3 separate regions of the Rattus norvegicus genome follow, and regions 2 and 3 are each linked to region 1. A link is a contact called in public Hi-C data. All regions are on one chromosome and are shown on one strand. Each heading gives the region's core, a stretch centred on a gene start, on an enhancer-like site or on the middle of the called end of the contact. The rest is flanking DNA. Distances are from core to core; before and after follow the strand shown. Region 1 holds the start of Ndufaf4 (NADH:ubiquinone oxidoreductase complex assembly factor 4). Region 2 holds the start of Mms22l (MMS22-like, DNA repair protein). Region 3 holds the start of Ufl1 (Ufm1-specific ligase 1).

What was found. A called contact is a pair of places that touch in the nucleus more often than the background predicts.
Region 2: a contact with region 1 is called in a Hi-C map of liver, with 6 times the contacts expected there. The contact joins the promoter of Mms22l here to the promoter of Ndufaf4 in region 1. A contact is called at or near these places in 2 of 12 Hi-C or Micro-C datasets (frontal cortex and liver).
Region 3: a contact with region 1 is called in a Hi-C map of liver, with 4 times the contacts expected there. The contact joins the promoter of Ufl1 here to the promoter of Ndufaf4 in region 1. A contact is called at or near these places in 3 of 12 Hi-C or Micro-C datasets (the A7r5 cell line, liver and mammary epithelial cells).

What each region holds. Positions count from the first base shown.
Region 1 is chr5:43,400,174-43,403,593 of GRCr8, forward strand. Ndufaf4 (NADH:ubiquinone oxidoreductase complex assembly factor 4) reads left to right here and starts at 1,622. Exons shown (of 3, transcript NM_198783.2): 1 at 1,622-1,793; 2 at 2,056-2,159. The coding sequence starts at 1,658. LOC134478951 (a long non-coding RNA gene) reads right to left here and starts at 1,569. Exons shown (of 2, transcript XR_010051729.1): 1 at 1,333-1,569.
Region 2 is chr5:42,992,699-42,996,118 of GRCr8, forward strand. Mms22l (MMS22-like, DNA repair protein) reads left to right here and starts at 1,716. Exons shown (of 24, transcript NM_001135780.1): 1 at 1,716-2,274; 2 at 3,074-3,199. The coding sequence starts at 2,117.
Region 3 is chr5:43,789,799-43,793,218 of GRCr8, forward strand. It overlaps Ufl1 (Ufm1-specific ligase 1), which reads right to left and starts at 1,884. Exons shown (of 19, transcript NM_001126279.1): 1 at 1,761-1,884; 2 at 772-917. The coding sequence starts at 1,837.

The sequences.
Region 1 (3,420 bases), core at 372-2,871:
CCTGTTATTTTGTATGTTTTGGTAAGAAGAGTTGAAATTATGCATTTACGCTCCAGGATTTATTTTCATTATGATTACCAAAGTAGGATAGCCAAAGGGGATTCTGCTGGAGCCTGTCTGCCTTGTTTTGGTTTTTAAGGGTCTGAGTAACCCTAGGCCAGGCTAGATAAAGCACTAGGCTCACCTGAGCATGTCTCTTTCAATATCAAACCCAAGCTTTGTCTGTGTGTAGAAATTCACAGGTCTTTAATTTTGTACTCGATGCTGTCCTGGACTTATTTGAAACTCCAGTGTAAGGTTACTTTCATATTACCCGAAGTTTGGTGCAATTACATGAAAATGAGATTTTCACTTTTAAAATACTTTAGCAGGGAGTGATTAGAATTGCTACTATAATTCTTAAAGCACACAACAGATTTAATGTAGCTGAGGAACATTTCTCGGCACTCAGAGAAATTGGTTTTTATAAATTCACCCAATTATGAACTTGTTTTAAAGCTCTCAGATGGAAATCTTGGAGCAGCCTGCCACCTTCAGGATAACTAACAAATTAACTCACTGAACGAGGTTTTTAGCTTCTGTATGTCCCATCTCCCAATACAGCCGTCACCAGAAAATGTTTCATAAGCAACAGTGAGAACTTTACCCCTCTAGTGTTTTCCCCTATTATGAAGCCGTCTAGTTGATAATAGTGGTTTAAAAAATTAACACCCCTCCCCCTAATTTTTGTTTTGGTTAGACACGACCAATCTATTTCACCTAATCAACCAGGCTAATATTTCTAATAGATTTCACAACCACAGTCTGGGAGAAATATTAATTCGGAAACTTATTTTCTTTCTGGTGGGCTTTAAAAATGTACGGGTCAATCACATCGAACCGTTTCAGAAGTAAAAAGGAAGAGTCAAAGGGGGACGGAAGAGGAGGGGAAAGGAAGACAGAACGTGTAACGTTGATTTCCCCCCCCCAAATACACCGTTAAAACCCAAGTTTCACCAGGGTCTCCCAAGATTACTGAAACTCTGAGAGGCAGCCGAGTTGAGAAATGGGACTGAGAAGAGCAGGGTGATCCGGTGCTTACAGAGGAGTACGTCAAGTTTGTAATACGAATATGAGGAGGAAGAAACTTCATAGCATTGGGGACAAAGTGACGGGAAAATGGTGTGCAAAAATAGTGGAAGAGTTAAAACAAACAAACAAAACCTAAACAAAATTGGCTCAGAAATGCACCAGGCAGGGGACAGGAAAATAAGGGCTGTCAAAACGGGAAGAACGGCTGAGAACAAATATTCTCTATTTTCGTTTCTCAAAAGCATAGGCAGGTAAATTTACCATGACTTTGCACTCTACCCTCTGAAGAGGTTGGAAGATCTCCGCCTTACACTTTAGCTACTCGGGATTTTGCAACAGCTCTTAACTCCCTAGTCCCCGGCGGGCGTCCCTAGCAATGCCCGCAGTAGTCCGCGCATGCGCCCCTGTGGAAGAGGGCGGAGCGGAGTCCAGCATGCGTCCTCCTGGCCGCTAGAGGGCGACGAGCGCACCGTCGGCGTTTTACCGGTGCCTGACCCCTACTCTACGCATGCTCCCTGCACACAGAGGTCAGTCGCGCCGGTGTTTCCCCACGTGCGTAGTGAACTAAGGGCATCATGAGGTAGAGATGGGGGCTCGCATGACCCGCGCCTTCAGGAACTTCAACGTGGAGAAGCGAGCGGAGCAGGAGATCAGCAAGAGGAAGCCCTCCATGGCACCCAAGCACCCTTCCACCCGCAGTCTCCTGCAGGAGCACCTGAGTCGTGAGTGCGGCCCCTTCCAGGCCTCCGGTGACATTGAGGTCGTCCCCGCGCGGGCTCCGGTGGTGGCAGCGGCAAGGAATCCCAGAGCCCAAGGCAGCCCGTGCTCTCTTCCGGGGTCTGCACAGGATGCGCGCAGAGTCTCGCCCTAATGTTTGTCCCTAGATGTCCAGATGATTGTTTTTTTTTAATTGTCATACATGTTTACGATTTTAGGGATATTTTTTTCTTTAAAAAAAAATTACGGCCTTTTTTCTTTCCCTAGAGTATCCAGAAATCGAGGAAGAAGTTTCTAGAAAAGATAACAAGCTGCTGTCCTTACTAAGAGATGTATATGTCAATTCCAAAGATCCGGTGCCTTCCTTGCCGGTAATGTATACGTTAATTAACTCACCAATTTATTTTGGAGGTGTGAGGAGGCGATCAAGAAAAAGAGGGAAACGGGTGAAAGTGCTAAGTGTGTGGAGCGGTGGTCAGTGCAAAGAAGCACAGCGATCTAGACACGGGGTTTGGCTTGTTGGATACTTAGGGTATACTGAAAGACCTGTGAAGGGATTGATTGAATGGACCTGTGTGAATTATTTATTGCTAAGTTATAGGGTTTGGTTACACACTTTTTAGTGGTTAGCTGAGCGACAAATAAGACTTTGAGAGCTACTTTCATATTCTGTAAATTAAGATGCTTTTAATGACAGCCTCAATGTTTGGGAGTTTGTGGGAACATGTTCATATTTTTGAGGCTGTGTCCCAACAGGATGTGTAATATTATATGTAAGTTAATATAGTATGCTGGAATGGTGGGCCTGTCTCATGTGTCAGGTGTGTTTATGTGCAGTGATCAGAACAGACCGTGTACTCTCTGAGGCCCATGATATGCTGCAGTCTACAGACATTAAGTGGGTGAGCAGTTATACAACAATAGTGTAATTACAGACCCAGGAAGATGAGGGACTGCTTCTGAGGAAATTACATTTAACCCTGGGCCTGGAGTGTGAATTGAAGTTGCAGTCCGTAAGGTGAAGAGTTAGATTAAATGAAGAGCCATAGCTCCCAAAGGTTTTTTGCATCATAAATCTTTTTGCATTGTCTAATACTAAGCAAAAGATTACTATTATAGCTACTTATATAATATTTATAATTTAATAGCAACTGTAGGATTCAGTTACCTCCAGATTCTCACACAAAAGATACATTGATTGGTGGCCATAATCTATTATCTTTAAGCTGAGCAATACTTGGAACTAGGGTTTCTCATTTATGCTAAGCCTGGGTTTGTTTGTTTTGTGTGTGTGTGCGATTTTTGTGAAAAGATATTTATTTCATATTATGCTTAGTATTTAGTCTGTAGAAGTGATCAGTTTAACCTCTTTGAATAGGTGTCAATCACCCATGTAATTTATTAATGTTCTTACTTGGGTTTATAAACTTATTGGTGCTGTCTGGTTTGTTTCTTACCACTAGACCCATACTACTCAGTAAACTGTATGACACATCCTGGTCACTGTTGTAACCTTAAAAAGCTTCTTGTCTCTTCTCAAATTACTTTCCTCTAAATGAATTTAGAACTCAAATTGCCAGTGTCTTTAGTAAGCCTTGTTTACATTCGATTATAATTAGATTGTGTTCACAG
Region 2 (3,420 bases), core at 466-2,965, 410 kb before region 1:
ACATTTCAATTCCTAATTAAGCTTGTTAGGTGGATAGGGTGATGATTGCTTGTAGTCTAAGCTACTTGAGAGGTTGAGAGAAGAACAGGAAATTGGGGGCAGTCTGGACAAAATACCAACATCTCATCTTTACAAAACAATGTTATTTGAATATTTCTTCTGTAACAGTATTTTTTGCTATACTATATTAACAAATATATAATTATTTCTACCTATGGAAACATATTTACTAGATATATTCATACTTAACATTGTTATGTCTTGAAAAAATAAAGATTAAAAATAAAGACTTGACTATATACATTTGATAAGGTTCCAACCTTGCTTTGGGCTTTGGTTTGTTTTACCCAATGAGAGAGAAACATGGAATGTGGTAAGACGTTTGAGCATTTAATCCGGTCAGGTTTTTCCCCACTTGGCTGGGGGTGTGGGGCAACTGTTGTTATGTTCCTTAGTGAAGGCAATCATTGTTTTGTGACTATAAGTTAGTTGATTGCCTCCTACAGGTATAGCTCTCATTCCTCCCTAGTCATTCGTGTTTACCCTTACTTTTTCAGCTTAAGAATGCGAATGTCTTTATTAGCTGTGGGTGCTTAGTCATCACATTTTGGGATCCAGCAACCATGTACACACCTTTGTAAGTGACCGTTTAATTAAGTATGACCTTAACCATCCTCTATCATTTATTTTGTTCTTCCCATTCCATGACTCACATAAACTGAACTCACATAATCAACAACAGGTATTTAAACAAAGACAACAGACAAGAGTGTATTGGAATGCTGACTGGAGGAAGAAAAATAGTCATCTGAGAAACTGTTCTGATTGTAGTGCCAATGCTCAATCTTATACTCAGAAAACATACCCTTAACATCACCGTGGAAGGGACCCTCATGATACAGACTAGACTCATCACCAACTATAGATATGATTCCGTAGTCAACAAAACAAAACAAAACAAAACAAAACAAAACAAAACAAAACCATCAGGTCTCAGAGTACCTCAACTGAGCTGCACAAATACATCTACTACTACAGTAGCCGTACATTGTGGTAGGATTTTTTTTTCCTTTACTTCACATGTCTTTTGAAAATACGTTGCATTTTATGTAAACATCTAAGAGTTAAGATAGATTCCCTAAGAGGTCGATGTCGGCAGGACAAGCTATATATTCAAATCACAGCAGGTATTTGAATTCAAATCCCGCCTCCATCTCAAGATAGTAATATTCGAGTCCATTTTAAAGAACAGTTTGTTATGTTTGAGGAAAAAGCAATCTGACTTATTCAATGTGTCCGAACAACGGATTCTCTTCTCCCTTGTGGTCTTCTGGCACACTGCTTCAGAGCAGAGGGCATCCACCACAGGAAAGCCTGGGTGGGTTCCAGAGCAGAAAGAGGGTGGATCGGCTGCGGGCGGCCGAGGCAGATGCGGGGAAGCTGATCCCGGCTGTCCTCGGACGCTCCTCTCTTGCCTCAATCCAGAGCTACGTTTTAGTAAAGTGGTCTCACCTCCCAAGCTCTCAAAGTTACTCAGAACGTGGAAGCAGAATGCCTATCCCTGTCCAGACCGACAAGCTCTCGCGAGAGCTCGGGCAGCGCTAGACTTTTCATTGAGGACTCGCGAGAGGGCGGTGCCGGAGGCGGGGCACGCCGTGGCGGGAATTTCGCCTGCTTCCGGTTTTCTGTGGCGGGCGCCGAGTTCCTTATCTCCAGTATCGGATCCCGCGATTTTCCTGAGCGCTCTCCCGCCCCGAACGCCGCGCTGCGGCGGAGGGAGGCGGCGGGGCTCCGTGCACCATCCCGACCCGCTCCAGGAAACCAGCTTGAGGTGCGTGAGGGCCTCCAAACCCACTGCAGCCCGGAGGGAGCGAGGGCGGCGTTGGAAGTCCTGGCGGCTCCGGTGTCTGGGGCCGGCGCCCTAGAGGACGCCCGGAGGTTTCTGAACCTGTTGCCTTCTCAGCTTCTCTGTTTTAACTTTGTTTTCCCCATGTGCTGAGGGCACATTTTGGGTCTCCGAGGTGGTCCCTTAACCTTTCAACTTCTTGCAACTTGTCTTTGGAGCTTTACCGATAACTACGGAGCCGCGGTGTCATTTCCGAGCATGATGTAAATAATGGATGGCGGTTCAGCAGCGTCCACCTTCTTGACTGACAGCTTAGAGCTGGAGCTGGGGACAGAGTGGTGCAAACCCCCCTGCTTTTCTTGCGCTTTTGACAGCAGAGACGGAAAATTTTCTGGAGAGTCCTACCTTGCCAGTGGCGCCCTTAAGCGGTAGGTAAAAAGGGAATTGAGGATCCCCATCCCCAACAGTGTTGGTTAGTTATCGCTAACGTCTAAACTTAGGTGCTGAACCAGCCTCGTTTTATATAAGCTTGAGTATATAGAAGGTTCCCGACAGCGTTCGTGCCCTGGCTGCGTTTTCAGTGTTACAGAGGACTTTCTGGATAATTGATAATCTCTTTGGCGTAGGTAGCCGGACATTTAATTTACTTAGACTGGTTTCAGAGCAGCCCTGTCTTTTGGAACTTGTATTTCCTTTTAAGGACAGTAGTTATCTATACGTTGTCAATAATTTATAAGTAGAACCTGACAGTGTTTATTGCTTCGGTTCTTCCCACTTCTAGGCCTCTGCATACAGAATTCATAAGCATGTTAGTCGAATGAATATTGCAATAACATTGCTGTTCTTGAACTATTTTGGTAATGCCCTTTGAGGAAATTTCATTAAAAGAAACCATTTTTTTGTTGATTTTTTTTAAATTATACCTTTTTAAACCTTAAAACACATTACATAACTATGTGTTGTCATTCTTCATAATACAGAATATTTGGTGTTTTAAAAAGTAATAGTCTCATTTAAAGATAAAATGACATAAGGCCACTTTGTGTATCTCCTAGAATCCATTTAGACTTTTCTTTTTGAGTTACATTACTTTTTACCTGTTTTATACAACATAAGGTGTAAAGTACCCCCCCCCGCACACATATATTTGTCATATATATATATATATATGACATATATATATGTCATGTATAGTCTGGATTCAAATGTTTGTCCTTTTCATTACAGGTTAATTTTAAATCTTGATCCATTACCAACTAACTTTGAAGAGGATACAGTAGAACTATTTGGCATCCAATGGGTTACTGAAACAGCACTAGTACATTCATGTCGAGAACTCTTTCATTTATTCAGGTATGCATGAGTCTATATTTTAATTCTAATGCTGTCTAGTTTTATAGTGCTGTTTTCTCCACTACTGATTACAAAAGCATCAGGGGGCAGGGTCTCAACTGTAGCCAATGTGTAGCTAGGTCGACCTAGAACTTACATGGCAATCCTTTCTTAGCCTGCCTTCCAGTGCTGGAATTAGAAGCAGGAGCCATCATAGATAAAGACTTGAACTATATTTCATG
Region 3 (3,420 bases), core at 634-3,133, 390 kb after region 1:
AAAGAAGGCACCAAGGCTATACCCAGTATCTAGTGATGAGTTGTTTCTGATTAAATCAAACTGCGCTCAGTCTGCTTAACACCATGTGCTCAAATTTTTAAAATATAAAGCAAAACAGTATTTTGTGTTTGATGGTACTAACTATACTTCATAATACGATGGGTCTCAGGCAATAGTACATCAATTTACAAAGTTGCTTTTTAATTAGTTTTTTAAATTTAATTTTTAATGCAGCTTTAATATTTAAGATTAAATATTTTAAAATCTTATGAAATCCCTATTACTCCTTTATAATTAACTACCTGATCACTGGCAGCTAGGTACTCACCCCTGGGTCATGAAGTAAATTAATGTACATACATATACATTATATATATATGTATATATATATACACACATATGTATATATTATATATACATACACACACACATACATACACCTATATTTAATTCAACCCAACAAACACATGGTATTTGTTAAGTGACAAGAGTTAAGATCATGTTTGCATGAACCTGTAAGATCACGTTCATATATACATACAAAGGGTGACTGCCTAAACCTGTGAAGGTTGATTATCATCAAGTTATCAGTTGAGAAGGGTTACAGCTTGTGGTAGTATTTGCCTAGTATGTCCAACACAAGGAGGAAAGAAAAAGGAGCAATTGAGGAGAATGCTTTATAAGCCCCATGTAGTTATTTACTTATGATTTTAGTGTATTTCCTTCAAACATCCAGTAAAGACAAAGGCAGCCCACTGAGGAATTACTTACCACCTCGGACATGTAGCTCATCTCTCATTTCTTTACTGATCTGGGCTGGAGTGATATATTCCTTCCCATCAAGCGTATGAACTACTTCCAGCTGTTTCTGAGAGATCAATTTATTCACAATCTCAATGCAGTTCCGCTCTGACAGCCTGCGAGAAGGCATAAGTTTAAGAGTGTTCTTGATATGTTCCACAAAAAAGTATTTGAAAACAAAATTCTGAGTAACTTCTACACTACAAAATCCGTCCTTTATTAGTATAATAATACTGGTTGAGTAATTAAAAAAAAAAAAAAAAAAAACCTCGAGAGTAAGCAAGTTTACATTCCCTTGAATTATTTACTTAGTTCACACACATCACTGTATCTAAAGATGTTCTCTTCTAGTCCGGCCTTCAAATATCAACATTTTCAGTTGAAAACAAAACTTTTCTTAAAAATCACAGTACCTTACTGGTACGGTAGTTGGTGGACAGACAGGACATCTGACTCAGCCACGCAGTTAACTTGCACTAGGTTTGGTTTCTTTGGTTTTGTTTGTTGTGAGGGTGTATGTATGTCTGTAGCTCTCAATGTTATAGAACAGCATCAACGAAGTGGTGTTTTTAGGTCCGGAAGAAATAAAATACTACAAGAACTCGTTTACAAGGAGCAAAAAAGTCTATTCGCCTTCTAAATATGATCTGTAATCATGGGCGCAGATTTTGGCCACTCCCCCAAAGGTTTCTGAAGTGTAGAAAAGTCAGTGTCCGGGAGTTCCTAAAAATGACAGATGGCGAGTGGGTCTGTCTTAGACCTGTGGCCGCAGGTAAAAAGGATTTAGAGGAGGGAAAGGCTACTTGCTGCGCGCTGCACTGGCATCTTGGCAAGCTTGCTCTAGGCCGGGCAGCAGGGAGCACTTTTACTGACAGCCGCCCACCGATACCCAGCAGGCAGTGCGGGAACGGGGCAAGCGTCCGGGCCTAAGCTGGCTCCACACCGCAGGGAACCAGTACCTTTGCGTGGACTCAGCAAACTGCGCCCGCTGGAAGTCAGCCGCCAGACGCCGGATCTCCTCCCAGGCGTCCGCCATCACTGCTCCGCTCTCCGCGACACCGGGAAACGGCAGACACGTCAGCCTTCAGCCCTCCACTGGCACCCTGAGACGGGCCGCGCGGAGGGCCAAGAGACCTGCGTCAACAAAAACCGCAAACAGAAACGCTAAGGCGGAGCGCTCCGCCCTCAGTTGGGCGTGGCCTATGTGAAGTGGCTTTATAAACTGCTACAAAGCACTTCTAAAGCTGACTCAGTAATCCTTCTTTTTGTAAGGTTTCTGTCCAGCAACCATCAAATGACCTTCCGCCCTTGTAGAGCGGACGAGACATACTTCTTTTGTCGGACTTTTACAAACTGTGACTGATCCACTTTGAACAGTGAATGGGGCTTTTACTTGAGCCAAGAATGAAGTCCGTTTTAGAGAAACTTGTTGATCCACATTACTGCATCAGTTTGAGTTTTGTTTTTCCAAAATGAGTCTATTTGGATATTGCAAACAACATGGAGTTGAGTTTATGTGTTTTAGAGCTTGTTGTTGTGGTGGTGGTGGTGGTTCTTCTTCTTCTTCTTCTTCTTCTTCTTCTTCTTCTTCTTCTTCTTCTTCTTCTTCTTCTTCTTCTTCTTTTTCTTCTTCTTCTTCTTCTTCTTCTTCTTCTTCTTCTTCTTCTTCTTATTATTATTATTATTATTATTATTATTATTATTTACTCAGACAAAGGAGTGACCATTGCTGGGAGTGAAATGTGGCGTGGGGGAGGCAGTTGCCTTGTACTTCTTAGACAAGAAAACTGCTGCTATTGTTTATTTCCACACACCACTCTCCCATCTTAATCAGTGGGAAATTCCACTGGTTACAAATTACAGCCTGGTTGTACTTAGTAAAGAATATTTTGCTTCTTTCCCATGTAAATATACTAGTCTATATAACATGTCCAGTAGATAAATCCATTAGTCTTCTAAAGTGTCTAGCTTTAATTAGAATTTAGAGATCTCCATCATAAAGCCTGACTTTTAAAATTCTCTCCACCTTATCCTTTGAAGCTGGGTCTCTAGTAAGGTAGGTCAGCCTTGCCTCAGGTAGGTTCACTGGTCAGTGAGCCCCTGAGGAGCCTCTTGGCTTCACCTCCCAGGCAGATTGCTCATACCCAGGTTTCCAGATGAACTTTGGGCTGTGAATTCACGTCTGTAGGCTTACAGAAAGCACTGTAACCATCAAACATCTTCCCACCCACCATTTTCACTATCCCTGAACTCAAGCAGTATTACAGAGCAATAGTCATAAAAACTGCATGGTATTGGTACAGAGACAGACAGATAGACCAATGGAATAGAATTGAAGACCCAGAAATGAACCCACACACCTATGGTCACTTGATTTTTGACAAAGGAGCCAAAACCATCCAATGGAAAAAAGATAGCATTTTCAGCAAATGGTGCTGGTTCAACTGGAGGGCAACATGTAGAAGAATGCAGATCGATCCATGCTTATCACCCTGTACAAAGCTTAGGTCCAAGTGGATCAAGGACCTCCACATCAAACCAGACACACTCAAACTAATAGAAGAAAAACTAGGGAAGCATCTGGAACACATGGGCACTGGAAAAAATTTCCTAAACAAA